Regions from separate parts of the Mus musculus genome. Here all the other regions are linked to region 6. The links are chromatin contacts, called in public promoter capture Hi-C maps. All regions are on one chromosome and are shown on one strand. The core of a region is the stretch at or near the end of the contact, and the rest is flanking DNA. Distances in the headings are between cores, read along the strand shown. Region 1 holds the start of Msl3 (MSL complex subunit 3). Region 2 holds the start of Zrsr2 (zinc finger (CCCH type), RNA binding motif and serine/arginine rich 2). Region 3 holds the start of Vegfd (vascular endothelial growth factor D). Region 4 holds the start of Asb11 (ankyrin repeat and SOCS box-containing 11). Region 5 holds the start of Pir (pirin). Region 6 holds the start of Tceanc (transcription elongation factor A (SII) N-terminal and central domain containing).

Region 1 (4,043 bases), core at 1,164-3,663, 2.2 Mb before region 6:
GGATGTGTGCCACCTTTATTCCACCACACCAGTTTTATCATGGTGTGCAGTAGGCTCCAACTTGCTTACTTGGTACTCTTCCATCCTGAAATACGCCATCCTGAAAGACAGGAGTTACGTATATAGTCTGCTTAGTGTGTCTAACTTTGATTACTCAGGAAGCTCAATCAATATTTATTGCATGAATGGATAAGGAACCAGGTAAATGAGTAGGAAATGATCATGAAGCATTTCTCCAGCATTATTTGCAAGGTAATAAACAAAGCCATGCACACAGAATGCACTGAACGCTTTAATTACTCCTTATAAAGGAGCCACTTCTTTGCTTAATTATAACAAAAGCATCTCACAGAGACTAATTACTCGTCCAATACCACACACACACACACACACACACACACACACACACACCATCTCACAGAGACTAATTACTTGTCCAGTACCACACACATACACACACTCACACACACACACACACACACACACACACACACACACACACACACAGAGAGAGAGAGAGAGAGAGAGAGAGAGAGAGAGAGAGAGAGAGATATCAGACTTCTATGTATATAATAGCTGTATATAGGTATCACTCTTAGATTTTATAGAGGAAGGCAGAGAAGGAGAGCCACCCATGACACAAGGATGGACTTGAATAGGAAAAAAAGGAACCCACCTCTCCTCAAAGGTTAGAGCATGGAGTGGACTCTTCCGTTCATGAACCGGAAACACCACACTACTCCAGCTATGGCTACATGTGATAAGCTGTGATATGTGCTTCAGAGCTGCCTCTGCCATTTACAGGGAACACTACCATCTACTATCCACATTCCTGGAGAATCAGGGTTCCAGTTCTGGCTTATGGACTTCATTGTCTTAGATCCAAGTCATTATCTGGCCATTTTCCTCACACCTGCCCTCCTCTTTGCCCTATCTGGCCAGTGGAGCTATTCCTCACTCAGCTCTTAATTCTAGAAAACCTGGAGGACTCCCAAGATGCCTCCTTCCCTTCCCTCAGTTATATCCAGTTGGCCATTGAGTTTTATGGATTTGATTTCATAAATCTGTGATCATTCATCCATTAAATATTTATTGTGTGCTGTGAGTATACAATGACACACTGGATTAGACACCCCCAACCCCCAGGTTCAAGCAGTTTACCCTCTTAGTGGGGCCATCTTGCAAATGAACAACCCATTCTCCAGCAGAGCAAGAAAATGGTAATAAAAGGGTAAGTCGAGTTCTGGGAGGGAATACTGGACAGATACATGGTTGGTTCCTCTAGGCTCCTGCGGGACCTTTCTCTTGGAAGTGCCCAAGTGGAGGTGTGAGAGATTTGGACCTTGTACCAGGTGAAGGGAGGTGGGGGTGGGGAGACGCAAATTTCTGGAAGCAAGAACAGAGTGAGTGGCTGTGGGAAATCTGACAGTTCACTAAAAACCTCCCAGCCCATCTGCTCAACTTTCCAGCCAGGTCTTGATCTAGTAATCACACTGCCTAGTGGCTTTGCACTCAAGAAGAAACAGGCCAGCACTGCCCTCTCTGTCACTGAAGCTCTGCCCTTCAAGTCTCCTGTCTTCTGGTCGGTCATTCAGGGAGTATTTATGAACGCCCGATCTTTGCAGGCACTCTGTTAACAGCAGTCTCAATGGTGCTTCCACTCTTCAGGAGGTTTTGAGCCACTAAAGATAGACCATGGGGGAGCAATTCAGGAGTGCTGCAAGCTGACACGTAAGGTGTTAACGACCCTTTCAGGACCCATAAGCTTTGCTGTCCGCTGCTCACTGGGGCCTCCAGGCCCTACCTGCTGGTCCTCTCGGAAGGATGACCCAGTGTTCTATTAACTGCCCGGAATGTCTCCTCCCCTCGCTCAAGGCCACTGCCCTTCTCCGGCCAGCTCCAACACCGCGTCCTTCTCGCGTGGCCACACTCATCTGCGCGCAGCTCCGCCGAGGGGGCTGACGCGCGCGCGCGCGGCCAGGCAGCTCCTGGGGGCAGACGCCATCCAGCCTCCTCGGCGCCTGGTGACTACCCTAGAGCAATCCTCTCCCTAAGAGATCCCCACACTCCGGCCAGAGAGCGCACGCCCGGGGTGACAGCTCGGCACACACGTGGGCGCAGCCTGGAAACCGCGGGAATCCTAACCCATGGGGACCAGAGGGAACGGTCTGCTGGAAGACCTCGGTCGAGGGATCTTGCTCCCCGTCCGCACCCCTCTCTGAGCCCCAGAGGGGACGGGCGGGGACAAGCCCTGGCGGGGCCGCGCGCTTCCATCGCCACTGCCAAGGTCCTCGCAGTGGCGCGGGGTGGCCGGAGGAGGGGCCGAGGGCGGGGCGGTCGTAGCCTCCACCACTCCCGGGCCCCCCCGGTGGCGGAGCGCCGCCTCCCCGGCCGTCCTCCCCCACCGCGCGCACTCTGCCCGCCCCGGAGCCTCGCCCTCCGCCACGATGAGCAAATGAGCGCGAGCGAGGGCATGAAATTTCAATTCCACTCTGGGGAGAAAGTGCTGTGCTTCGAGCCTGACCCTACCAAGGCGCGAGTGCTGTACGATGCCAAGGTGCCGCCGCGGGGGGAACAGGGAGGAGATGCGGGACTGGGTTCGAGGGATGGGAGGCAAAGGGGCCAGCGGAGGACAAGTGGCCTGGAGTCCTGGACAGCCACCAGGGCGCGCCTTGGCCTGCGTGGAGCGGCCCGGGACTACAGGGGACGCTGGCGAGACGTGCTGGGCGCGCGACTTCCCTAACTAGAAAGGACCCGTGATGCTTCCGCTTCCGGCCGTGTCGCGTCGCTTACGCGCGGTTGCTAGGCCAGGGTGGCGGTTTGAGCGCTGGGCGCCAATCCCGGCGACCGGTGTAGGAGGACTGTCGCCTGAGGCCTCTGCTTTTGTAACGAATCTGTCCTTGTCCCACGCGGCTTCTCGCCACATGGGCTCAGTAGAGGACACCTTGACCAGTTTCCCCACCCACATCTTCAACCTGGTCCTCAATTATTCCCAGCTGTCAGTCCCGAACCCTGGTCAAATTTAGGATTGTAGTCCTGCTGGGGGGGAAGGGAGGGGCTCAAGGTTGCTCTGTTGCTTTCTAAAGGATTGGTGGGAGGCGAACAGAGCTAGGAAAGAATCGCATCTCGCCTGTATCCAGCTTGGTCAGCCCAGGCTGAGCTATATCTTGCGGTTGTCAGTTTTTAAGTGGAGGACTGGGCACCTAAGTGCTCCAGAGCCCAAAGAAGGTAAAAATTCAGCGCGCTGGGGGTCGGGGCGAGCATCGGTGTTTCCAGCCACCAAGGTGAAGTCCTTGGTGGCAGAGACAACTCGGAGCAGCACCAGGTGTGTTTTTAGCCATGTTTCAGCAGTGCTGTCCAGTGGAACACCCCAAGGTCTGTGCTGGATTATGTATCTTTGGTTCTTCCTGAAACCCTTAACTCTGTTTACCTCCTATTGCTATCCCTCCAGCTTGCTCTATCGCTAGGAGATGGAAGGATATACGTTTCATTTGTACCAGCTATCACCTTAGGGAATGCATGGCTATTAAGGGGAGGGGAAGGGTTGTGGAAGTCTCTGGCTAGCTAGGCAAGACACTGGACAAGGCAAGGCCCAGGTGACTACAACTCCCAGAGGTCTCAGGGCTGTTCTCTCTAGTCTGGGCCCTTCGCTAATGACAAATCTACCGACCAATGACTTCAGAAGTTTCACCCGGTCTCAAACTCAAGAGACCAATCCTGGGTTGGTTGGACGGATGTTTCCTATTTTGAGGCAACCACTCGGGCAGAAGAGGAAAAAAAATGTTGAAGAATGTTACGACCCAGCTCTCGATCTAAAGGGGGGAGGGATGAGTACTTTCTTATTTCTTTAAGAAGGGACTGTGATCTAGTTCTTTTTACCAAACTTATAGTAATTTTCGGTTTGCTGTGCCACGCGTGAGTAGTATTTCCTGGTTTCAGATCATCGATGTTATTATCGGGAAAGACGAAAAGGGCAGAAAGATTCCAGAATATCTGATACATTTTAATGGTTGGAACAGAAGGTCAGTGAACTTGTTACAGTT
Region 2 (4,599 bases), core at 120-2,619, 2.6 Mb after region 6:
TGTTTTTATATTTATTTATTTAATGTGGGAATGCATGCCAAAGAGGACAATGTGTGGGAGTCTGTTCTCTCCTGCTATATAGGTCCTTGGGGATCGAGTTTAGATCCTCAGCATCTTTACCTGCTTAATCATCTGCCAGCCCTATTTTTATTTTCCTCTCTAGTTCCACATCACACCTCACCTAGATGATTGTGATACAGTATTACCTTTTTCTTGTCTTTCTTATTTATTTTATTTTTGTTTGTTTTTCGAGACAGGGTTTCTCTGTATATCCCTGGCTGTCCTGGAACTCACTCTGTAGACAAGGCTAGTCTCGAACTCAGAAATCCACCTGCCTCTGCCTCCCAAGTGCTGGAATTAAAGGCCTGAGCCACCAATTCTTTTTTAATGGAAGTGTCAGGTAGCTCAAGTTGGCCTTGAACTCTCTAAATAGCCAAGGTTGACCTTGAACCCCTGATCCTCTTGCCTTAGTTTCTTAAGTTCTAAGAGTATTGGATTAGGTGTGAACTACCTTGTCCTGCTAATTTAATCCTTTACATTGCAACGTAAAATTTCCCCATTAAAAAAAAACACTCCTGGAGACTGCTATAGTTGTCCAGCTCAACCTCCGCAGCAGCAGCCTGGGGGTCTGCGTTCCCCAGAGGCAGGGAGTAGAAGGAGACTCCTCAACAAACACAGGGAACCAAGATCCTAGAGGCAGGCTGCAAAAGCCAGCCGAGGATTAAGAAGAGGGACATTTTCTCGTTGCATATGTAAATGTTTTTAAAGATTTATTTTATGTATGTCCATTGCGTGTTTGCAGCACAGGATCCCCTGAAACTGGAGTTACAGATGGTTGTGAACTGTCTGGTGGGTGCTGGGAACCAAACTTGTATCTTATGAAATAGTAGTAAAGCTCTCATTACAGTTACAGCTGAGCTCTCTTCTCCAGCCCTCCTCCCCTTTGCACAAAGGCATGGGGTAGCAGCAGCCAATCTCTAGATACCCTTGCCTTGCACTTTTGTTCCAGTAACAAAATTCCCTGCTTCCCAGCACATTCCAGTCAGTTTCACCTCCAGACGCTTTCGGCTTGTTTTTTTTTTCCTCTTTCTCCAAGCACAACTCCAGAGCCAGCCGAACAGATCCCGTTCCCCTGCACTTAACTCCGGTCCCTCTCTGCTTCTCAGGATTAAGAACAAGGGTCACAAACCTGATTCCTTTGGAACCAGAGCCAGCAGGTTTTGCAAAGAGGAAGCGGATTCTTAAACTTCGTCTGGGGCGCTCATGGGTGGAGCCGCGGAGAGAGGCGGGACCTAGAGGCGTCGCCTTGGAATTTAGATGGGAGGGGGCGGAGCTAGGCCTTAACGCCTTGAATTCTGGGCAAGGGGCGGTGCTAAGGCCCCCGCGAGGCCCCGAGGAGCTGGGGCACGAGTTTCCGGGGGTGGAAGATCTCCGGGGGGCGGCTTCGGTGAGGAGACATTTTCTCAGCCCGCGATGCCTGGCTGACTGGCCGAGGGAGGAAAACTCAGGTCTGCCGCGGTGGCTGCGGCGGCCTCTTTGAGGGTCTGTTTTCTCAGGCCGCGGCGCCTGGCTGACCAGCTGCGGGAAGAAAGCCGTCTCCTTCCGTCTTGGGCAGGTACCGGTTGGTGGCCGCGCGGAGTGGGCGACCGAGGACCTGGGTGGCTGCTTCCGCTGAGACCTTGCCGTGGGAGAACACAGCGACAGCAGTATGGAAACGGCGGGGGCTACGGCGGACGCTACGGCGGGGCCGCAGAAACTGAGGTATAGGAAATGACGAGGCGAGGCGACTGGGGCGGGGACGACTATCTCCGGGGCTGTCCCGGGCCGCCCGAGGAGATGGGGGGCGGGGCGCAGGGGGGGAGCGGAAGGAGGGGCGGGGGACGGACGGGGCGACCGGCGCGGGCTAGCCTGCCTTCTTCCTTTGCCTCCGAGCGCTGTCCTAGGCTGGCCCCTGGCCTGAGGGTGCAGAGCCGGGTGTGCGGATGCTCACTCTGTGTGTGCGCGTGCGCGCGCGCGCGCGCGTTTTTTCAATCTTCCAGCCGTAAGAAGTACTTGGCCCTCCGGAAGAAGGAGAGACGTAAGAGGCGACGGCAGGCGCTCGCTCGGCTCAGAGAGGCAGGTAGTTGTTGCTCTGGATGTGGAATTGCTCCCTCTCTTCCTGCTCCGCCCTCCCACGCGGCCTCAGACAGGCTAGGCTGCCCTTACATCCGCCACGTAAATGAGGACGACTCTTAAACTTCTGATCCTCCTGCCTCTGCCTTCGAAGTGTCGGGGTGACAGAGTTTCGGCGACCATGGCACTTTGCAAGTTGATCGGTTCGTGCGTGCTAGGCAAACCACTCTGCCAAGTGAGCTACACCCCCAGCCCATGCAGCTGCTTCCCTCGATTTCCTGCCCAGCTCATCTCTGCAGCTAGCCACCACACCACTTAAAAATGGCCCGCACGTGACAGAACCCGATATTCTAAGTGGTAGAGCTATACATTTAGTAGATTCATAAAATTAGATGTTTATAAGATGACCAAGCACTTACAAATGCAGGCAAGAGGGTTGAGCTCCCACAGCAGTGCTAGGTTAAGGTGATGGCCAGCCTTACCACCGGAGACTGTGGAACAGTACTTGAGAACTAGTTCAGGAGAGGCAGGCTCCAACATCAAGGATGAAAACAAAAAGGAACAGTAAGCTGTTGTGTTACTGATGACAAAACCCTCCTGCTTTAAGTCTGAAGCTAATCTGCTACAATTTCCTAAGCTCATGTCAGTTATCCCCTCCCACTTGTCTCAACTGGCATTCTTTTTTTCCCCCTTCAAATTTAAACTTTGAATAGAAGGTATAAACTTTTCTTCCATTAAAACTATTTTGCCAGATTTTTATTTATTTATTTTTGAAAAGTCTTCCAGTGTACACAGAGTTGAAAAAAAATAGAACACTTAAATATTCATGAGTACTTCTATAACTTTGTAAAATCATTAAATATTTGCAGGCTCTCTTTCCCTCTCTTCCCCCTCTCCTTTTCTTGTTTGATTCTGAACTCGTTGTACAGCCATGCCATGAGTATCATGATGGAAGCATTGATTAAAAAGAAGTGCGGTTAGAGGAATGCTTAAGAACGCCCGCTTAGCCAGCACTCTGGTGCTATACGCCTTTACCCCAGCACTCAGGAGAGAGGGGCAGGGGGACCAGAGTCAGAGTTCAAGGCCCAGCACACATGTGGAAGCTTATAACTACTATTCTTTTTAAGATTTTTTTTTTGAGGTAGGATCTATATAGCCTTGGCTGGAATTTACTGTGTAGACCAAGCTGGCCTGAACTCAGAGATCCATTTGCTTCTGCCTTCTGAGTGCTGGGATTAAAAGCTTTCCCACTATGCCTTAAGTTTAGGTTTTTACCATAATTATAAAGGTTAAATATTTATCTTTTTTGCATGAATAACTGACCAAGGATTGTGAGACTTTACTTAATAAAGTATTTGAATTTCTACAGAATTGGCACAGAAAGAGGAGGAAGAAGATCCTCTTGCTGAAGAAAAACGACTAGAAGAAGAAAGGTTGTTAGAGGAAGAGAGGTCAGTACTAACTGAAACACTTAAACTCATTTTATTGTAATATCAGCTGTCTACCAACTAGTAGCGGCTTTTCATATAAAATCTTGTAAAAAAATGGGTTTTGGAAAATAACCTCTTACAAACTAAATCCCTAGCTGACAGGCTAAAGTTAGGTGTCTTTTTTTTTCCTCTCTTTCTTTTTTTGTGTGACAAATCCAGACTAGTCTCCAACTCAGGATCTTACTGCCTTAGCCTACCAAATGCTGGAATTACTGGCATGTGCCACTGTACCTATTTTGTTGTTTTGGTTTTTTTTTTGTTTGTTTTTTGTTTTGGTTTTTGAGACAGGGTTTCTCTGTATAGCCCTGGCTGTCCTGGAACTTACTTTGTAGACCAGGCTGCTCTTGAACTCAGAAATCTGCCTCCCGAGTGCTAGGATTAAAGGCGTGCACCACCACGCCCGGCTGTTTTGTTTTGTTTTGTTTTTTTAGTGGAAGTATTTTTTATTTCTTATTGATAAATATATGTGTGTGTGTATGTATGTATGTATAGTAAATATACATATAAAGTGTTGACATAAAGGCCTAATTCTATTGACAGTATAACGTAAGCTATATGGATGTAGCATAATTGTTTATTCATAGTTTTTAGTCTTCTATAGTTCACCAGAGTGGGGACAGTATGGTGATGAGAGCTGTTCTGCTGTGGCAGCAGGAACAATCTAGAAGTAACTGCTCCAGGTTGTCTGTAGTCAGGGAGCAGGGACTCAGCTTCATTTTTCCCTTTCCCCTTACTACTCCAGCCAGGAACTCTAGTCCACAGATGGCTTCATTTAGGGTAAGTCTTCTTCCTCAGTTAATAACTTCTGGAAACTCCCGCAACAGACATGACCAGAGCAGTGTTTCCTAGGTGGTTAGAAACCTAGTCAAATAAAGATTTTAAATGAGAATCTTATACTGTTGGATGTCTGGGACTTATTGATTTAAGGTGACATTACCTTTTGGGGAGGTATGCTTTGTTTGTATGTTTGTTTTAGGCAAGGGTCTTGTTCTATAAG
Region 3 (4,039 bases), core at 1,448-3,947, 2.1 Mb after region 6:
TCCCTTTTATTCATGAGAACAAAAGTACTCGGATACTATACAAAGCCTTTAATCCCAGCACTTGGGAGGCAGTGGCAGGCAGATTTCTGAGTTCGAGGCCAGCCTGGTCTACAGAGTGAGTTCCAGGTCAGCCAGGGCTATACAGAGAAACCCTGTCTCGAAAAACCAAAACCAAAACCAAAACCAAAACCAAAACCAAACCAACCAACCAAACAAACAAACAAAACCTTAATTTTCTCCAACTTTTAAAATAAAATGGAATATTTGCTGAATGAATTTAGCATAGAAAATGTCAACCCATCACAATTATATTTATACATATTGGTAGATAAGTTCCTGACTTCCCACATCAGAGGATTAATTTTATTTTTACCAAAATGGGCAGAATAGCATTTTGTATGTTACAGATCATTCTTTTCTAGTCCTTTCCAAACATTCCTGTGTCACTTAAAAATGTTAGTAGAGGTTGCTTCTTTGGAAATTGAGGCCTTTTTATTTTCCTTTGAAAGTATGGCATCTGAAGAACACAGTATCGTGAGTCGGGTGGAAAGGGAGGCAGAAGCCATTTTCCTCCTAGATGAGAAGCATTCTGTGTGATTGCTGTATAATAAATTGATTTTTACACTTAAAAAAGGTGTGTGGGGAGAAGAGAATATATAAATCAAAATTATGTATTTTATTATGCTTCACCACCCAGTAATGTGTGTCCCCAAACTTTAATTACAGGCAGCACTTCATATAAGAAACAATCTAATTTAGCTGGGGGCCCGGTAGCTGTAAACTCACTAGATGTAGCTTCCCTCTTTTTCAAGGGAAAATATAAGGACATGTAAGAGAAACATTGAAAGGCATGTTAGTAAACACATGTTGCACATTTGCCATCTGTTAGGGCATGTTTTCTGTCACATAAAAATCCAGTCGCTCTTTCTCACTGCCCCATTCAAGAAATTTAAGTAGAAACAGTAAACTTAAAACTTCACTATATCCAGGACACAGAGAGGATTCTGGTAGCTGTGTCTATAAAAGAGTAAAAATTCTGAAGAGGGATGACTTCACTGGGGCATAGGGTTGAAGGCTGGTAGTAAGTGAACTGTCGAACAGTATTATGTACTATGCTGGGTTAGAAAGTCTTCGATGTAGCAGCCTGACTCTTTCAAGCTTTGTGAGTCCAAAATGCACATGGCAGAAAGGACACTTCTCAGCTCTACCTGACTGCCACCAGCCTTGATATTGGACCTCCATGTCAGGCTGCAGGGGAAAGGAAATCCACTTTTGAGTATAGTTGACAGGGTGAAAACTGTAAATGGAGCAGTTAGTCTTGACCTATGAAACCTGGATGCAGAGTTACTACCTGTTTATGGACTCTATGCATATGATGGTTCCCATGTCAAAGAGTTCACATCGTCATGAACTAATTTTCCCCTCTGGGGGGCGATATGCTCCCCCGTATGGAAAATTCAAGCCATAAAACTCAAGCCCACATCTGATTTCTATCTGCTCATAGCCAGAGATTTCTAAATCAGTCATGATTTAGTAGCACTCCAGTCAAAACAATTGCATCCGGGTCCTTTTCAAAAATAAAAAGGCTTGAAAGATACAAAATATGAAACGAAAATGTTATTCTAGCAGTCAGTAATCCCATTGTTCATCCTTTTTGCATGGTTCTCAATGTCTTGGGCTGTCCTTGATGCCTGCTCATAGAACCAAAGATCTGCTGACTACTTTATCTTAGACACATTTCTCTAAAGCAGAAACAGGAAAACAAAAACAAACCCCAAGAAAACTTGTCTTTCCTGAATGGTAGCAATTGGTAATTGGTAATAAGCAAAACCAGACAGAAAACATCCACACACACACACACACACACACACACACACACACACAAAAACCACTGTGATTTTCAATTTACAGAAGAAATTACTCAACCTGGCTGCTCACAAAAACCTACAAACCAAGGGCCCACAAAATTGTGTGTGTCACAGAGGCAAATCACAGCTTCAACAGAAAACCACTGTGCCATCTGCAAGCACAACTGGGAGCAAACTGGTTCCGTGTCAAAGATTTCCAGAATGCTCATGTTCTGTCCCCATTCCAAACACACACACACACACACACACACACACACACACACACACACACTTTCAAACATTCATGGTAAGAAACTTATTAAGCCCCCAAAGTAAAGCATTAATACACACAGGCTAAGAATAGGCAGGGCTTTTAGACTGCTTCAAAACCAGCGAGGGCAAAGGACTTTTTCTGTGAAAGCCAATAAAGAGAAATATTCAAGCTCACCTACCTTCACTGGTCCATGTTCGCTCCTGAAGCCCTGCACCAAGTACACATGGAACATCATGAGGATATTCCCCATTCCCCATTCTCCATACATTTTGAATATTTTAAATGTCTACCGATGACTAAGCAGTTGTTTCCAGGCAGCTACTGAAAAGTGTTGCAAAAGGCATTCTCCAGAAGCAAAGTTTGAAGCCCCAAACTTTACATGGAAAAAAACAATCACATGATCAGTTGTAATTAAAATCCAATGAAATGACTTGAGTAAGTCAAGGGACTCCCTCACTGCCTCACACACAATCTTAGTATGGGAGAAAGCAATGAAAAATATTTCAAAGTTTCCCGCTGCAAAAATAATCAGGAGGTGGTCATATCTTCCACTTGAAACTAGAAATCACTCTACAGACATTTCTTATCCAGAAAGTTGAAGATAAAAAAAAAAACCCCACCCTACGCTCAAGGTTCTAGCTGCTTTATAAGGAGGTGGTATGACCACAAACACTTGCAGTTACAGCAGGCTAAAACCCAACTATGGATTCAAACTTTTTCACAACCTTCAAGAGAGCTTGCAGGAGCATATGTCTTAAATCTGACAGAGTTTGGCAGAAAACGCTGGGAAGTCTTGGCTGGAATCCTGCTGTGTTCCTAGCAAGAGCAGGGCAGTTTTAAAAGCTGACTCACATGGGCAGGACTGCTGTGTTTTTTTTTTTAAGCACGTTGCCTGTAACATGAAACCCAGAACACAGTTCTGATGGCCAGGATGGCAGATGGGCTTCAGTAGAGGGACTTTAGATGCTCAGATATCTGCTGTCAGCAGCACAGAAAGCAGCAGCAACAAAAAACATGCTTCAAGAAACCCCAAAGGGCAGAGAATAAAAAGGCATCTATCTACTCCCATATAAAAAAGCACATGTAAATAGCAATTAATTTTTATAGGTGCTTAATAATTTCTACCAAATGAAGAACATTGATTTTTTAAAAGCAACAAGTAAAATTATTTGCATGTATCAGGAAATATTTTACATATGTTACTGCCATTTTTTTATTGTTTGTAGTTTTCCTTTTTAAATTAAACATATTCTTTGACAATTTCAAACATGAATATAATGCATTCTGAAGATTCATTACAAAAAAACATCTTTTTAATGTGGAATTCTATTTTTTATTTTTCCATTTTCAAGACAGATGGGCTTGGAAATCGGAGATACCCAATGTCTCTGACTCCTAGAGTGCTGGGATTAAAGGACTCTGCATCACTAAGCCCAGCTTAATGTGGCTTCAGAAGCACCAGCTAAACTAGCCTTGGAAATTTAATATACCGAATGGCCAGTCCATCCAAGTGGCAGCGTCTCAGCTCTTCATTAGTTTCCAATCTTTGACTTCCAGGTTCTGGCCCCCTCAAAACCATTTTTTGCATTTCTGAAATCAAGAATGGCCTGAGAAATTTCCTCATTGGTATTCATCACAAATGGACCTAGGGCAGAAAGAGACATTCACAAAGTTCTGGGTGATGACATGTTCCTCTATCACTATAATTGTTATGTATTCCTATAGCTCCTCAGTTAAAACAAAATCTAGGCATAGCTGGGCATCAATAGCCCATTTTCACACTGTTCAGTCATACGGAACTAGTTAGCATTTGTGTTTTGTGGCTAGGACTATATACAATTATATGTTATCATTCAGACCAGACTTAGATAAACAGGATTGAGTCTCACTGTCTACTGAAGGTTCCTCACAAGCAATG
Region 4 (4,594 bases), core at 380-2,879, 2.1 Mb after region 6:
TGTGTTTAACAGTTTCTGAAAATGGACACAGTTCAGGAGCTTGAACAAAATGTCTAGGCTAGAGGGTGAATGAATCTCTTAAGGGGGTTTGAAGTTTGGCTCCAGATTCAAATCCAAAGCAAGATTACCCAGGTTCTGAGTACTCAGCATCCAGGCTTCAGTAAGGACATACATGAAGACAGGAGTCACGTACAGGAACAACTACAGAAAACCTTTTACAGTCCATCAGCACTGTCCCTATTAAATTTTACCTAATTGAAAGCACAAGGATCATGATCTAACAGAACATCAAATGTTAGGAAGCCCCCATCCAAACTGATGTCAAAATTACCTTTCTAGATCATGCTTCATTTGAAACTTAAAAAAAAAAAGGCATTAATGTCTTTCCACCAAAATTACATACCTCCCTGAAATGTGTGACATATATAATCCCCAAAAGAAATCTCTTTCCATGGTCCAGGCCTTCTGACACCTTCTTCACCAGCTAGTTGAAGCATTTTCTGTTGCCTCGTGTTTAGAGTTCTTGTTTCTCAATGTGAGATCACTAATGTCTCGTGTTTTTCCGAGTTGTCTAGTGCATTGAAATCAGGAAGCAGGTCTATTTTGAAAGAGAATCCTGGATGCAAATTGAAACAGATACCAACTAAAGCATGATTCAATCCAGGAACCCCTGTGAACACTAAAAATACATGGAGCAACTTTGAACAATTTTAGAATCCTCCTCCTCCTCAATGCTGTCTGCTTCCTCCATGAAGGGGCAATTCTAGCATAAAGGGATGTAGACTGCCCTCTACAAAGTATGGGACTTTAAGATGTTTTATGTTTTACCAAAATCTTAGCAGTTTCATATTGTGATGCTAACCTTCATTTTTTACTGCTGTCTGTGGTGCCACTGATGTATAAATGGGTCTAGTGACTTTTTTTTCCTGTAATAAACGGCCAATCAATTCCATTCGCAAAAGACATCACAATATACATACATACAGCATGGCACAGTGCTTCTCAATCAAATTAATTGGTCATGGAATTCCCCAAGGAAATTCAGTCTTATTACAATGTTCTTTCTTGTTAGATGGACTGAAAATATCAAAGAGAAGTAATGCTCTATGAGGGCTCTGGGTTAGTAGGAAGTCTCTCAGGATAGCCTTTAAAACCCACTATTCTGTTTACCTCTTAAATAATTGTGACTAGAGCCACCCACTTCCAAGGAAATAAATTCGAAGATCCTTCACAACTTGGTGCAGTCGACATATTTGCTACTTTAAGTGAAAGGCACATTTTAAAACTACGCATTCAGCACACAAGTACAAGGAAAGCTTACCTTCTAGAAACACTATTCACTATGCATTTTAAAGGAATTTGTGAAGGTGCTGGGAAGAAATTCAAATCTTTTTTACCTGACAGTCCACCATAGATCTCCTCTGCTATCCTAGCTGCCTCTTTTCTGTTTCCTTTGACGATATAGAAATGGGTTAGGAGAGCCAAGAAAACTTTAATTAAAAGCTTGAAGAAAAAAAACGTTGCAAACATTGTAAGAAAAATGTTTTTAAAGCCATAGAAAGCAGGAGCATCTTCCATTTTGGCTTCTTCTCGGCACAGGTTCCTACGGCTGCAAATTTTTACTGAGTTAGAATTAGCATCATATGACATCTATTTTAAACCTCCTAGCACACAGTGCTCCTGTTACCACGAACTCTGTCTAATCTAACTCTGACGTGGTGACTGGGTGTGTTGACATTTATGACAATGTTTAACAACTTCCTTCTACTAAGAAACACTCGGTGCCGGTCTGGAGAGAAGTGGACGTGACTTCAAGTACATGGCAGCTAAACTGCAACTCTAGTTTCAGGGGATCCAATACTCTCTTCTGGCCTCTGTAGGTACCAGGCATGCATATAGTACACATATATACATGGAGTCAAAATACCCATACACATAAGTAATAATTTTTTAAATACTATTTATCACCTACATTGGATTGCAATAAAACCTATCAGATGTATGCATAGAGGACTCAAACAAGAAAACATTAAGGAATTCTTAGCCTATTCTCATTTCCTTTTTCCTTCTAAACCCTCATTTTGGGTACTGTACAGGGTTGGGAAAGTAAAGGGAACTTCTACATTGCTACAGTCGCAAAGATATTTCTTTGTATTCATGCAAAAAAGTGGTAATATTCTGTGTCAATCATAGAAAATACTGTTCCTGGTGGTATTTTGTTTGCTTTTCATGTGGAGGTTTACAAAGGATCAAGGCCAAATTTAATCTATGACTGGTCAAAAACAAACAAACAAACAAAAAACCCATTTAAGCTAATATTGAGGACAAGGACTACCTTGCATGACTCTCCCAATGAAAGTTTGAATGTGACTGAAGTGCTGAGGTGATGCTGGTGACAGGTCCTCAGGTGACATCTGGGACAAGGCCCCTCAGCATTCGTTTCCTGTTTGAGGCTTCAGTGAAGATGGCAGCTCCTTCTGGAGGATGTGCCCTATTCGTGACAAGGGACTTGTGCTAACAGCATGGACTACCAATCCTAGCTTGCAGGGAAGGTTAGCAGAGCCCATGAATCCGTCTCTTCCTTAGCTGGGCAGTGTCCTCTTATCAGCCGGCCAATACAAGTAAAACTGATTTGTTCTCAGTCTCCCTCACTAACAAGTTTTGTCTTTCATTCTTGTTTGTATGTAGCTTCTCCACATATGTAAAATCTGCTGCAAGTCCAAGTGTATTAGTCAGGGGTCTCTAGAGGAACAGACTTACAGAATAAATCTCTCCATATATTAAAAAGAGGATTTATTAAAATGCCTTACAGGCTGTGGTCCAGTTAGCCCAACAATGCTGATCTACCAGTGGAAGGTGCAAGAACTGAGTAGTTGTTCAGTCCCTGAGATTGGTTATCTTGGCTGGTCTTCAATATTTTCCAGAATTCTGAAGACAGGCTCTAATGACAGCAAAGGAATGGACTTGCTAGGAAGAGCAAGAACAAGCAAGCAAATAACAAGCTTCCTTCCTTCCTTCCTTCCTTTCCTTTATATAGGCTGCCCGCGGGAGGCACGGCCCAGATTAAAGGTGAACCCATCCTTCCATCTTAAAGATCTGGATTAGAAGTGGGTTTACTCACTTCAAATTATTTAATGAGGAAAAAAAAATCCCTCATAGGTGTGCCCAGCCATGTGGGTTTCAGTTCATTTCAGATATAGTTGCGCTGACAACCCATAAAAGCTCATCAACAAGCTATTGCCAAGGTGGGAAGGGCTCGGAAGGATGAACACTTCCCTGAGGAACTCTTGGCAGTCAATGGTTGTTGGGGAAAGGATGGCACTTTGTTCGGTGCTGTAGACACAGGAATGGAGAAAGACTTGGCAAGAAGGCTTTCCGTGGGAAAAGAGGGGAACAAGAGGGGCTGGAAACTAACTAAAATTCATTAGATATATGTATGAAACAGTCGAATATAAACATATTTAAAAAAATCCCTCTGAATTCTATCTGTCAAAGAGTCCATGATATAATAAGACATTCTACTTTTTTTTTTTTTTTTTTTTTTTTTTTGGTTTTTCGAGACAGGGTTTCTCTGTTTAGCCCTGGCTGTCCTGGAACTCACTCTGTAGACCAGGCTGGCCTCCAACTCAGAAATCCACCTGCCTTTGCCTCCCGAGTGTTGGGATTAAAGGTGTGTGCTACCACGCCCGGCTTAAGACATTCTACTCTTATTTAAGTGGACGCTTGTGGAATAAGACCAGATGTGGTCAGCCTCTATACGTCCATGCAGACAAGTATGCATTCACACCTCCCACCCCTACAATCCAGCCATAGGATAGTCTTCTCACTAGGAGACGACTGAGGGGTGGCTCAGATCACTGGCTACCCCTGCAGAGGGCCTGGCTTCAGTTCCCAGCACCCACATGGTGGATCCTAACCATCTTTAATTCCAGTTCCAGGTCAAACACCTTCTCTTCTGGACTCCCCAGACACCATGTAGGCAAGTGTTGCACAGACTTACATGAAGGCAAACAACTCATACATACAGAATGTTAAAATATAAAAGTACTATAGATAAGGATCAAACCATCCTCTTTTGTAGACAAATCTGAACACGAATGAAAATAACTACTTCCCACAAGTGGGGAATGCTAAGCCTTGTAACGTAAAGTTTTTCACTTTACGTTTTCAAGTAGCTTTTTAAAAATTTTTATTTATTTATTTTATGTATGTGAATACACTGTCACTCTTCGGACACACCAGAAGAGGGCATTGGATCCCATTACAGATGGTTGTGAGCCACCATGTGGTTGCTGGGAACTGAACTGAAGACCTCTGGAAGAACAGTCAGTATTCTTAACCATCGAGCCATCTCTCCAGACCTCAAATATCTCTTAAGACAGCTGGCAACATAAAAAGTGTAATTACGTAGTTCACACACACAATAGTGTGTGGATGCATTCATTTGCCTTCTGTGATGACTGGCAGGGAGGAACAAGGGCTTATTGGAATCAGGAGACAAAGGTGCAATTGAACTTTCTATTTCAAGAATACAAAAGAGCATATATTCTAGAAATAAAAGATGACAGAGTGGTACATTAGACAAAGGACACTT
Region 5 (4,544 bases), core at 1,223-3,722, 2.2 Mb after region 6:
TGTTGATCCACACGGGGCCCCAGTTGTGGAGTTCCATGTTTCTCCCACTGGAATAACACAGGGAAGCTTGAGACCAGCTTGGCCTTCTCTCTCCAAATCCCCATTCAATATCCCACTAGTCGCTTTAGAAAGGAAAACTCAAAGTGGGATGTACTCATCCACCCTGCGTACCTCGGGTCTGCCAATGCTTCTGCGCACACGTGCTCCTACCCCCTCTGACTGCTCCCGGCTGAGCACTGAGAGAGTAACCTTTTTAGAGGATGCCATTTTGAAGTTTATAAAGAAAGTTCTGATGTTGAGCTGTAGAAGATGGAAAGAAAGAAGAAAGACAATAAACAACAAAAGAAATCACAATGGAGGAAATATCTACAGATTATAAACTAAGGATATTAACATTAGACTTGCTCCAAATCTTTATAGTGGCAATTTACTGAATACTGACTATGATCATGGCCTAGATTAGGTGATTTTTAGAAACACAGCTATGGTGTGCATGTATTAGTATTTACGAGGTACCTAGAACCCTATTATTAGCAGTTACCTCTTAGAATCCTGCAGTCATCTTGTCCAAAAGTTCACAATAGCAACTCTTTGGAAGAACTCAGCAGGGATATCTAAAGAACATTTTCTACGCTTCCCTTCAGTGGCAGGCATACTTGACCTCCTCACACCGTGCACACACCCTTCAATGGCTACCCCACGACATGCGGTGGAAGATGGAAGTGGGAGCTCTTTTGGTGATACTGGAAGCAAATGGAAAACACTAGGGGTATGTGACTCTCACCAGAATATGATGATGCTGGCATGGAAGGAAATCTGCAAGGGCCACTGAATTCAAATACTCATCTATCTCTAAAGTCCGTGGCCATTTTTAAAAATTCATCTCTTAATAATATTAAGCATGTTTACAATGCGGGTTTTTTTAATCATAGCAACCCTTTGTTCCCCTTCCAACTCCTTTCAGACCCCTGCTCCACATCTCACTCCCAATGTAATCTTGTATTTTCCATAGCCTACTGAGACTAAGTGATGCCCATTCTTATACGAATGGGTGTTGGGTCATCTACTGAAGCATGGGCATCCTAATAGGGGTCAGTTCCTTAAAGAGAACTGACACTTCCTACCCCAGCAGCCTCCAACTGCCCAAGTTCCTCAGTTAGGGGTGGTACTTCGTGGAACCTTCTCCCATCTGTGTTGGTATTCTTACTGGCTGACTTAATTTTATGTAGATCTTGTGCAGGTAATTTTTTAGGCAAGAAATCTTTGAACTTCTTAATAAAGTCCTCTAAAGCACAGACAAACCATTTATGAAGTACCCCAGGCAATGGAACCGATGATTCAGGAACAACACATATACTACATTTATTATTCAAAAGTGTTCCATTATTGATTGAAGTCTAAGTCCTAACCAAGGAAATATCACACAACAAATACAATCACCCCCCCCCACACACACACACACACACACTTCTAACTTCAGGTGTTTGCAGACAAGTAATTCCAAGCCCCAGATCTGATCACCATATGAACTCTAACCAATCCTTCAAAGATTCCTTAAACTAAGAGAAGCACTTTAATAACAGGCAGATTCTGGAACTGGACACCTCAGATTTACATCTCAGTTTTGCCACATTCCAGGCTGCTTTCATTTGGGATGCTGTGTGTCTCAGCTTTTCCATCTATACAATGGGATTAAGAAGCGTCTGCCTCAAAGGATGTAAATAGGGCTGTAAGAAAGTGAGCTGCTGTTCTTTATAGGGACTCAACATAGAAGCACCCTTCAGTTTGTGAAGGCAGATCCTAAAACGGATCCTCTCTAGCAGGCAAACAACATGCATCTATTGGGCCATGAAATGTGGGAGACAGAAATGAACTTCTGAGTCCAGCCCCGTAATCATCCACACATAAGCGACTAGTAAGTAGTTTTGCCTCCACCTAATTTTTCTGGCTTCTTCCAGACTCCCACATTTAGGCCCTATACACAGGAACAAGGATAAAGCAGTTAACTAATTGCAGTGTGTTGCCAAGAGAAAAACCAAGCTATCATCTCAAATCGTGGTGGCTATTTAAGCATTTCCCTCCCTCAGCTCCCCTCCGAGCCCCAGTAGTGAGCTGGGAAAGACAGCATCATGAAAACTGGTCGGAGCATTCCTCCCACCCCCAACACACACACACACACATACACACACCACTCTCACGAGGGCTGAGTTCCCCAGGCCACTCACTGGGCAGTAGCGCAGGCCCAGGAGGGAGGCCACAGTCGGAGGTGCCTAGACTCCACAGCGGCAGGGACACAGCAAAGGGAGGACAGGTTTGCGGAGCGCCAGCCGTCAGTCAGCGTGACTCAGCGCTTTGTTGCGGGCCTCCAGAAGGCGGGAGTCTCTAGGTCTCAGGGGCCTTGGACCGGGGGACACACCCTTTATTTACCCTGGGTTTGGATTCTCTGACTCCGCCCCATGGCTCTCTGGATCTGCCTTTTGAAAGTCGGTCCAAAGAGTGATGCGCACCCCGGCCTCTTGGGGGCGCGCTGCCCGCCTCCCAGGAATGTATGGGACACTCAAGTGCTCTGCAGCCCCTTAGAATCTCTTGGAAAACCTGTCCTCACTCAAGTCATCTTGTCACCCAACGCTTCGTATGAGCAAGAATGTTTTCTAACCACTTGTCCCGTTTGGGGGAGTGACTCAGCCTCTCTATGCATTATCCCCAGTGAAATGAGCGTGGTAAAGCTGACAGGACCAAGACTGTAAGGCTGTAATGAGAATGAAATGAGCATGTCTCCGCATAGGTACTACACAGTTATCTCTCATAAATAAATACGCTTCTTGCTGTTTGCCAATGAGAATGGGGCAGAGGCAGAGCAGATGTAAGAACCAAAGAATCTCTGTTCCTGCTGAAAGAGAAGGCACACTCTAATAGGGAATCATAGAAGGGCTTGAGTTTTGTTGGGCTTCAAGAGCAGGCCTTAGAGAGTTAGCCTCAGGAGGTGAGGGTTTGTCCACAGCCAGGAAGCAATCTAGTTTTCCTAGGACTTTTAATCAGAAGACAGGCTACCATACGCAATGTTCTTTAGATACCCGGAAGTTCATTGTCTTTTCTTGGAAAAAGAGTGAAAGTGATGCCTCTTTAAAAAAAACAAAACAAAAACAAAACTACGAGCCTGGGAAACTGAAAAGGAATAAACAGTAAATGTCTTTTTACTTTCCAGCTCTGTGGGTCTTCCGTGGAGACTGCTCCCATTTGCTTTTGTAGCCAGAAACAGCCAGAGACAACGCCTGCTGAGTGTGGTGGCTGTGTTTTAATAAAAATTTGATTTTGGATAATGAAATTAGAATTCATAAGATTATGTTTTGAATTCGTACAATTCTCAGCTGTCATGAAAGTCTTCTTTTGACTTTATATTTCAGCTGGTTTTTGGGGGGCATGGTTCCCCATATCCCCGGCTGGTCTTACCTCCCTAGAGAGCCTAGGATAACCTTGAACTTCTGACTTTCCTTCCCACAGTTCCCAAGTGTTAGGGTTACAGTGAAGCATTCACCAGCGTGCCCAGTTTTACATGGTGCTGGAGACTGAACCCGGGGCTTTGTGTATTCTAGGCAAGCAATCTACCAACTGAGCTAGATCCCCAAGCTCTTCAACCTCAAGATGTGAAAAGGCATTCTTACCTTTCAGACTACAGATTTCTGCTGTAGAAGAATGGGGAAGTGGAAGAACAAAGACTTTTCCTTGGTGCTCAATTGGGCAGAACACACTAAAAATGGGAACAGTAGAGAGGAAAATATCATGGCCTTTGTACAAGGATGACATGCAAATTCATAAAGTTGCACTCTCCCCTCCCTGCCTCAATTCATGGCCACACTTGGGTGTATATAGTCTTTTCTTGAAATGGCTATCTGTCTTCCTTAATGCCGATACCCAAATCTATATTAAAACGCATTCACAATAAATTCTGTTTTTTAACTCTTTTCCCTGAGCTTTTCATATCAGTGGGGTTCAAACTGACTCTGCCTACCTTCAGCAATTCAAGACTAACAGATTATGCATGCAAACTTCAAACTGCTGTGGACTAATAAGGTATTGGTACTTCCCATCTGTAATTATTTCTGAAATAGTTTCCACATAAAACAGAAGTATGAACACCCTGGCTGGCACATTACAGACCATATAAATAAACTGTCTTGTATTTCCTCAACCAGTCCAACGTTCAACCAGGTGCTGGGGCTTGGACTGCAAGCTTTGCCTTCACACTCTTTCAACACAAAAGCCTGTGGATTCAGAGAGTTCAGCGCATCCAAACCTTCCCATTTTGAAGGCCTCTATCCATCTTCCCCAATCACCACCCACTCCTCCTGCCTTCAGATTCAGCACTGGCCAAACCATTTTTCAAGTGGCAGGCAAATAGAAAGCAAATGCCTGGAGCCCTCAGTGGCTTCTCACTGGCTTGGGAGAAAGTTCTTTGATGTCTTTGAACGTTCTCAGCCCCAGCCACTTGTGTGGCGGTGCGGAGGGATGAACACACATACACACCTGTCTCTTGTTAATTTCCT
Region 6 (4,234 bases), core at 1,441-3,940:
CCTTGTGAAAAATATTATATATTTCAAGAATTGTGCATTACAAATCTCACCAAGGATTTAGTCCCGCTAGGTGACTGCTTAAGGACAATGATGTTTCAAAGCCCTTCATTTACCCCCCCCACCATGCTCCCCTATGCTCCCAGGGGGTCAGGACTGAACTCAAGGCCTAGCGCACCCTAAGTGAGCACTCTCCACTCAGCTGAGTGCTGTATATTGGTATTTGCATATTCCTGAAGGTGGCCAGAGTAACTCAGAAAATGAACCTAAAAGTAACAGAGGACCAGGAAGAAAGAAAGAAAGAAAGAAAGAAAGAAAGAAAGAAAGAGAGAGAGAGAGAGAGAGAGAGAGACCACTAAGGCATATGACATTAAATAGGAGACTACTGACTGCCAGTATACTTGGAGTTCCTACACAGTGAACTGCAGCCTAATCTTGGATGTAAAGAAAGTGCAACTCCAATGGGCAAGCATAACAGCTAAGTCTTAGCCAATCACAGTATTCCAAGTGAGCAGACTGTGTACCCAGAGCCCCATTTGGAGCAGCATCTAGCCAAGCCATTTCTTCGTGATTGTGCTTTCTTTCCATGCGACCAATATTGCCTTGAGAATGCTCTCGGTTTTTCTTCTCTGGTCCTGGGCAGCACTGCCTAATTCACAAATATCAGTCTTTGCTCAAATGAATTCTACTAAAAGTAAGCTATCAAAAATTATCGGGTTTTTTTTTTTTTTTTTTTTTTGTACTAAGCAAAGATTCTTTGTAATTCAAGCCGGGCTCTTCTAGGCCTTGTGTGCGCACATCTTCAGAGGCCAGCTGTAGCAGAGTCCTGATACTTATCATTTACTCAGAGCTTCTCATTCTCACTACACAATCTCGCTCAGCATCTGCTCCAGTTCTCCACTCTGTACCACCCACTTACACCTACACCCCTACTGTCAGATCTGCAGCCAAAATCCCATTGGGTTAGAGCCTAGCTTGGTTTCTGTTGCTGGGATAAACACAGTGGTCAAATACAACTCAGGGAGGAAAGGATTTATTTCATCTGACAGGCTACAGTCCATAATTGAAGGAACTCAGGGCAGGAACTGGAAGCAGGAACCATGGAGGAATGCTACTTACTGCCTTGCTCCCAAGTACACATCAACTACCCTTTTGTATACAGCCCAGGCCTAAGTACTAAGGATAATATGGCCTTCCCACAGAGGGCTGAGCCCGCCTACATTAATTAGAAATAGAGAAAAATGCCACACAGATGTGTACAATTTTTCAATTGAGACTCCTTCTTTCCAGGTGTGTCAAGTTGACAAGCAAGACCTTGCAGTTTTGTAAATCAATTATTTCCGAGAACTTCAACACCAAATGGTGTTACTTTCAGAGTGATAAACCATAGCAAAAAACAAAAAAAAAAAAAAACAAAAAAAAACCAAAAACTTCTAGACTGGGCCTAGTGATACACACCCATAGTATCAGCACTTGGAGAGCAAGAAGATTATCCTAGTTTGAGGACAGCCTGGACTACATAGTTGTAGACCAGGCTAGACTACAGTGTGAGAATCTTGTGTTTAAACCAAACCAAACCCAAACCAAGATTGCTTTGTAATCATACCCTAATACTAACCGTTCAAAACAGAAAAATAATCAGGCATCCCTTATCCTGATCAGTGTGAGTTCCTTGTCCTCCCTCTGCTGAGGTAAAATCTCTTACATTCATGACCAGATCACCCTGCTGTATCCCTGCTATGAACAGATCCAGTACACAACACTGAGGGGTTGCTTCCTTAAATCTTTTCCTGAATTGTTTTGGCATTGGAGGTCAAAGGAGTCTGCCACATTTTCTAGTTCAATTATCACTGTGGTTTTAATCCTTGAAGGCAGACCATGTTCACACATACACTCAGGTTTCTTGTAACTAATTACTGAATGGTTACTACTTCCTTTCATTCTTGTGATGCATGTTATATGCTTGTTGGACTAATTACTGTTAGGCATGACAGTAATTATGGCTTGCCTTTTTGCTGCCTGGTTTGTTAGTTGAGAGAGTCTTACTATGTAACCCTAGCTGGTCAGAAACTTATGGACCTTCTCCCATCTCTGCCTCTGGAGCGCTAGTATTATATGCCACCAGGTTTAGCCATTTTTATATTGATTTAAAAAAAAAAACCCAACCATTTATTATTACAGACCATCACTGTTAGCCATTTATATTTTATTTGATTGTTCTTATGGAGGGTTTTACATTTGTTTATTTTTATTTATTTAGGAAGGCGAGTACCGGGTCCAGCCTGTTTAGTTTTGCCCCAGGCTGTCCTCGAACTCGGGATCCTCCGGTCTCTGTACTTTAGTCTTCAGCCTTTGCCTACTGGGGTCCATCACCACAGCCAGCCTGTTTTTATTTTTGTCCCATCTGTTTTACTGGTTTGACGGAAACTAAAAAGAGTAAGCGCATCAACAAACGTTGCCACTGAAACGCAGCAGCCGGGTTAGTTTCACTTCGGGCCTTAGCTCCTCTCTCAAGGGACCACTCTGCGAGGCCCGCGGCCGCTCTGCGCAGGCGCCAAGTCCAAAGCACCTTAGCGTCCAATCCCACGCCCACGTTGGCTCGCCGGAACCTTAGGACTGGTGCAGGCTCTGTCGTCCGGCCCCAAGAAACGGAAGTTCCCTCCAGGAGGAGGCGGCACCGCCCACTGGAGGGCGGCGCCTGCGCTTCTGGGCGGGCGGTGCTGCGGCCGCTAGGGCAGTGACCGAGCATCTCCGATGGCGGCGTTCCGCCATTTCCGTTACCTCGGCCCCCGCGGAAGGGCTAACTCCCGGGTCCAGTGGAAGGCAATCCCGGCTCGCAGGGGCGCTCTGGTGCTCCCCGTGCCCAGGCTGCTCGAAGGTTGATTTCCTCCTCCCTTTAGGTGCTGTCATTGGAGCGGGCCGGAAGGCGCGCCGCCATGGCTGTACGGCCTCAGGGCCGTCCCCCGGGGTGGATTTCTGCAGGCTTTGTTTAGTAGTCAACCCCACCCACAGGAATCTCTCTGGGCGGGCCGGTTCCTCTCCCTGTCCCTTCCCCCGGGATCCTAACGTGGCTGCCTAAAAACAACGCCCCGCCAGCGTCTCGTGTCCTAGCCCCCCAGCCCCCCATGGCCCGTCCATTCCCTTCTGAGCCAGGGCCTTGAAGCTTGACCGATAAGTTTAGCCTGGAGCTAGAAAATTTCTCTTTTTTTCCCCTCCTGGATGTTGAGAGAGATTTAAAGACTGCTGGTCTGTTCCCTAAGCCTCTGGAAAATTTCACAGTAACTTTCCTGTGCTTTTTCTTCACGTTTGGACGATTTTAGTGCAGATGTGTGTATGCCCTTCCTATAATTGCATATTCCCAGGCGTCTGCATGCATTCAGGCAACACATGGTAGGGCCGACTCTTGCTGTCACTATAAAAGGTTTTGTATGTGCACACACATTGTACACACACACACATATACATACTCATACACACACTGGTAAATGGTAAAATGTACACTCATATATGAACTACAACTGCCATGAAATGTGTCTGATCTGGATTGGAGTGTGTTCGAGTGTAAAGCACAGCAGACTTTTGTTTTTGAGAATTAACACAAAAAGGAATTAAAATACCCTTTTATCAGATTTTGAAAGGACAGTATTGGGGCGAAGCTTAGGTGTAGCTCAGTAGTAGAGCACATACTTTAATCTGCCTAAGGCCCTGGGTATGAACTCTGCCACTGCATTTTAAAGGAAAAATATTTTAGCTAAGTAAAACTAGAATTAATTCCAACAAATTTTAACATACTATCACACATTTAAAAAATATCTTTGTGGCTTGAAATCTTTATATGAGATAGCATTGCTCTACAAAGGGTGCTTTCAAACAGTACCCTGTGGCCAAACACAGACTGCCCACATTCTCTTTTGAAATACAGTCTCTTGTAGCCCTGGCTGGCCTCTTTCTGACCACACTGGCTTTATGAGGTGTGCATAGAGGGGGGTGGGCTTGAGGAGGGTGCAAACTCAGTGCCCTGTGCATGTTAGGTAAGTGCTCCACGAACTGAGCCTCATCTTCAGACCCCCTCCCTCAACACACACACTTTAAAAAATAATTTGTGCTAATCAACTTAGATGTCTTCCTTAATTACTGTCCTCCCCCCTCCCTTTTTTGAGACAGGGTCTGACACTGAACCTGAAGCTCACCAGTTCAGCTAGACTGCCTGGCCAGTGAACTCCAAAGACTGACCTGT

What was found. Promoter capture Hi-C pulls out the DNA fragments that hold promoters and counts their contacts.
Region 1: a promoter capture Hi-C map of erythroid cells shows a contact between it and region 6, with 40 times the contacts expected there. The contact joins the promoter of Msl3 here to the promoter of Tceanc in region 6. A contact is called at or near these places in 2 of 39 promoter capture datasets (erythroid cells and pre-B cells), 1 of 115 datasets of contacts at active chromatin or transcription factors (astrocytes) and 2 of 9 other capture datasets (adipose tissue and liver).
Region 2: a contact with region 6 is called in a promoter capture Hi-C map of erythroid cells, with 2.1 times the contacts expected there. The contact joins the promoter of Zrsr2 here to the promoter of Tceanc in region 6. A contact is called at or near these places in 2 of 39 promoter capture datasets (erythroid cells and liver) and 1 of 115 datasets of contacts at active chromatin or transcription factors (astrocytes).
Region 3: a promoter capture Hi-C map of hippocampal neurons shows a contact between it and region 6, with 5 times the contacts expected there. The contact joins the promoter of Vegfd here to the promoter of Tceanc in region 6. A contact is called at or near these places in 1 of 39 promoter capture datasets (hippocampal neurons) and 1 of 115 datasets of contacts at active chromatin or transcription factors (embryonic stem cells).
Region 4: a contact with region 6 is called in a promoter capture Hi-C map of hippocampal neurons, with 5 times the contacts expected there. The contact joins the promoter of Asb11 here to the promoter of Tceanc in region 6. A contact is called at or near these places in 4 of 39 promoter capture datasets (the 3T3-L1 cell line, HPC-7-derived erythroid cells, cranial neural crest and 1 more).
Region 5: a promoter capture Hi-C map of liver shows a contact between it and region 6, with 2.8 times the contacts expected there. The contact joins the promoter of Pir here to the promoter of Tceanc in region 6.

What each region holds. Positions count from the first base shown.
Region 1 is chrX:168,672,242-168,676,284 of GRCm38.p6, reverse strand. Msl3 (MSL complex subunit 3) reads left to right here and starts at 2,413. Exons shown (of 13, transcript NM_001370791.1): 1 at 2,413-2,557; 2 at 3,940-4,022. The coding sequence starts at 2,456.
Region 2 is chrX:163,955,436-163,960,034 of GRCm38.p6, reverse strand. Zrsr2 (zinc finger (CCCH type), RNA binding motif and serine/arginine rich 2) reads left to right here and starts at 1,369. Exons shown (of 11, transcript NM_009453.3): 1 at 1,369-1,761; 2 at 2,040-2,119; 3 at 3,482-3,563. The coding sequence starts at 1,709. It overlaps Gm38561 (a long non-coding RNA gene), which reads right to left and starts at 1,294. Exons shown (of 4, transcript XR_878297.3): 1 at 1,190-1,294.
Region 3 is chrX:164,372,180-164,376,218 of GRCm38.p6, reverse strand. Vegfd (vascular endothelial growth factor D) reads right to left here and starts at 2,697. Exons shown (of 7, transcript NM_010216.2): 1 at 2,300-2,697. The coding sequence starts at 2,389. Pir (pirin) reads right to left here. Exons shown (of 10, transcript NM_027153.3): 10 at 3,206-3,766. The coding sequence ends at 3,654.
Region 4 is chrX:164,434,029-164,438,622 of GRCm38.p6, reverse strand. Asb11 (ankyrin repeat and SOCS box-containing 11) reads right to left here and starts at 1,629. Exons shown (of 7, transcript NM_001313737.1): 1 at 1,398-1,629. The coding sequence starts at 1,578.
Region 5 is chrX:164,267,359-164,271,902 of GRCm38.p6, reverse strand. It overlaps Pir (pirin), which reads right to left and starts at 2,472. Exons shown (of 10, transcript NM_027153.3): 1 at 2,226-2,472; 2 at 172-300. The coding sequence starts at 267.
Region 6 is chrX:166,508,934-166,513,167 of GRCm38.p6, reverse strand. Tceanc (transcription elongation factor A (SII) N-terminal and central domain containing) reads left to right here and starts at 2,690. Exons shown (of 5, transcript NM_001007577.2): 1 at 2,690-2,875; 2 at 4,162-4,234.